Linked DNA regions of Sus scrofa: region 1 is linked to region 2. Evidence: chromatin contacts called from public HiChIP or PLAC-seq data. All regions are on one chromosome and are shown on one strand. Each heading gives the region's core, a stretch centred on a gene start, on an enhancer-like site or on the middle of the called end of the contact. The rest is flanking DNA. Distances are from core to core; before and after follow the strand shown.

Region 1 (2,700 bases), core at 184-2,683, 280 kb before region 2:
CAACTGTTGGGGGAAAAAAATGTCAAGGTCATGAGCAACAAAGACGGAAGAACTACTCCAGGTCACAGGAGACTAAAGAGACATAAAAACTGGGAGTTCCCGTCGTGGCGCAGTGGTTAACGAATCCGACTAGGAACCATGAGTTTGTGGGTTCAATCCCTGCCCTTGCTCAGTGGGTTAACGATCCGGCGTTGCCGTGAGCTGTGGTGTAGGTCGCAGATGTGGCTCAGATCCTGCGTTGCTGTGGCTCTGGCGTAAGCTGGCAGCTACAGCTCCGATTCAACCCCTAGCCTGGGAATCTCCATATGCCTCGGGAGCGGCCCAAGAAATGGCAAAAAAGACCAAAAAAAAAAAAAAAGAGAGAGAGAGACATAAAAACTAAATGCAATGTGAGTCTGGACTGGATCCTAGATCAGGAGAAATTTATTTAAAAGACCTTATTAATACAACTAGCAAAATGTGATCATGAACAGTTATTAGAGAATAGTACCCATGTTAATGTTATCAATGTCAATTTTCTAATGTTGATTACAGGACTGAGGACAGATAAGAAAATGTCCTTGTTCTCACAAAATACACACTGAAGTATTTGGGGTAAATAGGCAAGATGTTTGTAACTTACTTTCAAACGGTTCAGGAAGAAAAAAATAATGTTTTAGTGTAGAGAGAAAGATAAAAGCCAATGTGGCAAAATGTTAATAACTGCTCTATCTGGGGAAAGGGCAAATGGGAGTTCTTTGTAATATTCTTGGAACTCTTCTGTAAGTTTAAAATTATTTCAAAGTAAAAAGGTTTTTTGAAAAACTGCAGATACCCAGGCCCCACTCCAGATAAACTGACTCAGAATTTCAGAGGTGGGGCCCAGCGCTCCACCTCTGGAGGTGGAGGTTTTCTGGAGCTCTGTAGATGCCTCTGCTGCCTGGGGGTTGGGGGGGGGGGTGATGAGAACCCCTGCTGTGTGTCAAGAGAGCCACTGAAATTGCTACCGTTAACATTACCCAACAGTCTTAAGGTGCTTCCTCAGAAGGACCAGCTCTGTCACATGCAGGAAGTTCCCCCACAGCGTAGTGATGATGACTAATATTTACTGAACACTTCCTGGGTATCAGACACTCATTTTAGTCTCCACAACCACCTATGAGGTATTATCCCATTTAACAGATAAGGAACCTGAGGCCCAGGAGGGCTGAGCAACTTGCCCTAAGTCACACAGCAAGTAAACGGAAGAGCTGGGATTTGAACCCAGGCAGTGGCTCATGTGTCCAAGTGCTTAGTACAGACTCCAAAATGAAATCAGCTACCTCTGGATTCCCATCCCAGCTGAGTCACTTCCAGCTGTGTAAGCCTTTTTCCTCATCCATAAAGGGAGGACAATCATAGTAGCTACTGCCTAGAACTGTTAAAAAGAGGAAAGGAAATAACATTCATGGTTTGCCCAATACAGCAAGCACTCGGTGTGGTGGCAGCTAGTACTGTCACTGTTCCTCACCTCCCTGGCCCCTTCCATACTCACAAGCTCTTCACCTCAGCCACGGCCTCGGGACGGGACAGGCGCACTCTCTGCAGGTCCTCCTGCCTCACGCTATGGTACTTCCTCCGCATCAGCTCAGACTCGGGCAGCCGTGCCCGGCAGACCTCCTGCAGGTAGCCCAGCAGGGCGGGTACTGAAATCATCAGGGCGCCCACTGAGTACCATGCACCTAGAGGAGCAAGAGCACTGCAGATAAGCAGGGAGCAAGGGCCAGGAGCCTCCATTCACATGCTCACCTCCCCGCCTCCTCCAGGGCTCTGCCCGAAAAGACCTTCCCCAATCACTCGGTGTGAAACAGTAACTCCACGCTCACTCTCCAGCCCTAAAACCCAGCTTCAGATTTCCTCACAGAATGTATCACCACGTGGCAGATTACAGGTATGGTCACTGGCTCCTCCATGAATACAGACTCCTGAGGGCTGGGACTTTGCCCATCTGGTCACTGCTGTAGCTCCAGACCATTTTAAAAAATATTAAATACCCTACACTAGCACATAACATACAGCAGGTGACTCGAGTCTGGAATCTGGACACTAGGAGTTCCTGACGACTGACTTTCTGACCTCTGGGCCACAGGGGAGATTGGGAGCCTTCCTCTGGAGCTAAGGATAACACAGACCACTGTGGATTGAGAAATGGTGAGGCTGAAAGAAAATCCAAAGAAGGCACTTCTTCCATGTTCCATGGTACCCCCCAAACAAGCTAACAGAGAACTGCAGAGTAAATGGTTGTTAAACACCTGCCATCTGAACTGATTTATTTTGGAAATACATTCAGAAAAATCTAAGAGCCTGGGAAGGATACCTGAGTTTCAACCAGGCAAAGAAGAGTCCCACTAAGACACAGAAGATGAGGTCCTATGTGAACTGGGTTTCTTTTCAACCCACTGAAACCACAGGAAGCAATGGAGACACGTGAGAAATGCAAGAATAAAGGACCCAGCTCCTCAGAACATTCTGTCCCAGGTCTTTTATTTTCCCTTGAGTGGCTGGGCTTTTCCTGCAGCCATCTGCCAGTTCCAACCGAAAGGTCTGGATCACAGCATATCTTGTCATGAAAGGTCCCCAGGAGCTACTCCAGCTACCCACCTGTCCACCCACCAACCTCAAAGGCTTCATGCCACAGACCTCTCACCACTGGTGAATGCCCAGCAGCCCCCGCCGGGTTCA
Region 2 (2,700 bases), core at 156-2,655:
AGCAGGTTAAGAACCCAACATAGGAGTTTCCATCCTATGGCTCAACAGTAATGAACCTGACTAGTGCTAGGCCAGGGATGCAGGTTAAATCCTGCTCAGTGGGTTAAGGATCTGGCACTGCAGCAAGCTGTGGCGTAGGTTGCAGATGTGGCTCGGATTTGGCATTGCTTGGCTGTGGTGCAGGCTTGCAGCTGTAGTTTCCATTTGACCCCTAGCCTAGGAACTTCTATATGCTGCCACTGTGGCTGTAAAAAAAAAATGGGGGTGGGAGGAGCTGACTTGGCTAGGAGGTATGATTTGGCTCTTCCTCCCTTCCTTTTTACTGACTCTGGGTCTTGGTCTGGATTGTGATGTGATGGCTGGGGCTCCTGCAGCCTATATTTGGAGCATGAGGTGACACTGAGGATAGAAGTCACACACCATGGAGGGTGGAACAGAAAATGAGGGGGCCCAATCTGTGGAGCCACCATACCAGCCTGGACTACACACCTGCCTCTTGATTTTCTACATATGAATGAATTGACCCTATGTGTTTAAGCCACTGTAACCATGTTCTCTGTTATAGCAACAGAAAATGATTCCTTACTGATAAAGAGGCCTTGGCAAAAATCAGGGGTTCAAAGGAGTAAGTGAGGAAAGATTTAATTTTAGAGGAAGGTTGAGTTTTGGGTAATCAGGATGTCAGGTAACAAGGGCGATCATGCTGTCTGTCCTTACCCAGATTCCCTTAGTCCAGCCATGGACATCTACCATCAGGTGGAAGCAAGAGTGGTCTCCACCTTGGAGAGCGTCCCCAATGGGTTTTTTTGTTTGTTTTTTGGTTTGGTTTGGTTTTCTGGGCCTCACCTGACACATATGGAAGTTCCCAGGCTAGGGGTCAAATCAGAGACAAGCCAGAGCCACCAGCCTACGTCACAGCCAGCAATGACAGATCTGAGCTGCATCTGTGACCAATGGCACAGCTTGCAGCACCAGAGCCCAACCTACTGAGTGAGGCCAGGGATCGAACCACATCCTCATGGATACTAGTCAAGTTCTTTTTTTTTTTTTTTTTTTTTTGTCTTTTTAGGGCCATATCTGCGGCATATGGAGGTTCCCAGGCTAGGGGTCTAATTGGAGCTGTAGCTGCTGGCTTATACCACAGCCACAGCAATGCCAGATCCAAGCTGTGTCTGGGACCTACACCCCAGCTCATGGCAACACTGGATCCTTAACCCACTGAGTGAGGCCAGGGATTGAACCCGCAACATCATGGTTCCTAGTCAGATTCATTTCCACTGTGCCACGACAGGAACTCCAAGTCAAGTTCTCAACCCACTGAGCCACAACAGAACTCCTGAGACAGTCCCTGCTTTGAGCAAGAGCCCATCTGTCTTGCCCAAATACCAGCCCTCTTAGCACCGGAAGGGGAAACACACTTCCTCTTTTGTACATCAGGCCACGTGCTCATTCCCCCCCGACTTGCTCTAAGAAGCAAACTCTTCTTCCTAAAAGCTCTTCTTAGCCAAATGGAATGTTGCTGGCCCAGAAGCCATGGACACTCGGCCTTCTGCCTCAGTGTTGTGCCAGGCACGGTGCTAAGCATCTGGCACGTGTGTGATCTCATTTCAGCTTCCTAACAGCAGTCCCATTTTCAGATGAGGAAACTGTGGCTTAGAAAGTTCAGCCGCCTGCCCCTGGTCACACCTAGGACGTGGCTCCAAAGACAAGCTTGCGTAAGACCAAAGCCTGGGCGTTAACAGAGCTCCAGCAGTTAGGAAAATGCTCTGGAGCGGTTGTAACTCCATTGCATGGGTCAGGATGGGCTGCCCAGGGCAACAAAGCCCTTCTGCCCTCAGAACTTGATCGAAACCATTGCTTCCTCTTTGTGTGGGGCCAGAAGCTAAGCCTCAAGGTCTCTTTCCTCCTGCCTAGTGTCAAAAGAGATTACGGCCCCACTGACCTAAAAGAGGCCTTCCTGCTGGCCCTGGGGTTGATTATGGAGAGACAGCAGTGAGTGATGGCTTGGAGAAAGATCTTAAATTCTCTGTTCAGGAATCAAACCTGGGCAGACAAGCTAGAGGCTGAAAGCAGAATTGCCCTGATTCTTGCCCCCTGTTGAAAGTAAGACTGTTTTAAGGAGGCAAAGATGGTAAAAATCGGTATAAAGTTTGTTGTTAGAAACACAGTACATGGAGTTCCCGTCGTGGCTCAGTGGTTAACGAATCCGACTAGGAACCATGAGGTTGCGGGTTCGATCCCTGGCCTTGCTCAGTGGGTTAAGGATCCAGTGTTGCCGTGAGCTGGAGTGTAGGTCCCAGACACAGCTTAGATCTGGCATTGCTGTGGCTGTGGTGTAGGCCAGCAGCTACAGCTCCAATTAGACCCCTAGCCTGGGAACCTCCATATGCTTGCAGGAGCGGGCAAAGAAATGGCAAAAAAAAAAGAAATACAGAGAATTAATCCATTAGTCCAAGGCAGAAGTAAAGCAGTAATACACACCAAAGAAGTGAGTGGGCAGGTGACCCCTCCGAGTGAGGAGTGTGCCAGAGAGGCGACTTAATTTACTTCCATAGGGCAGTTCTTCTGGGTCTTTGTCTTCCCTGGGCCAATTATCTTGTTTTATTTTCCTGCACCTGACCCGACCTGGGGCCCTCCCCTGATCTGCATGTGCATCTTTTGGCCAAGATGGATTTCAAAGCAGGGCATGGCGGGAAGGTT

Evidence for each region. HiChIP or PLAC-seq counts read pairs in DNA pulled down with a chosen protein or histone mark.
Region 1: an H3K27ac HiChIP or PLAC-seq map of alveolar macrophages shows a contact between it and region 2. The contact joins two enhancer-like sites. A contact is called at or near these places in 2 of 5 promoter capture datasets (fetal liver and liver), 2 of 47 Hi-C or Micro-C datasets (embryonic fibroblasts and skeletal muscle) and 1 of 2 datasets of contacts at active chromatin or transcription factors (alveolar macrophages).

Annotation. Positions count from the first base shown.
Region 1 is chr14:109,095,829-109,098,528 of Sscrofa11.1, reverse strand. ZFYVE27 (protrudin) reads right to left here. Exons shown (of 13, transcript XM_005657447.3): 4 at 1,514-1,700. Among named protein-coding and RNA genes, the nearest start is that of ZFYVE27, 8.4 kb to the right of the region's middle. Within about 2 kb of position 1,433, at least 4 of the 83 cell types and tissues checked have an H3K27ac peak or open chromatin away from gene starts, as enhancers often do. A contact at or near this core is called in alveolar macrophages, where this site is marked.
Region 2 is chr14:108,812,091-108,814,790 of Sscrofa11.1, reverse strand. No RefSeq gene overlaps it. Among named protein-coding and RNA genes, the nearest start is that of RRP12, 7.9 kb to the right of the region's middle. Within about 2 kb of position 1,405, at least 15 of the 83 cell types and tissues checked have an H3K27ac peak or open chromatin away from gene starts, as enhancers often do. A contact at or near this core is called in alveolar macrophages, where this site is marked.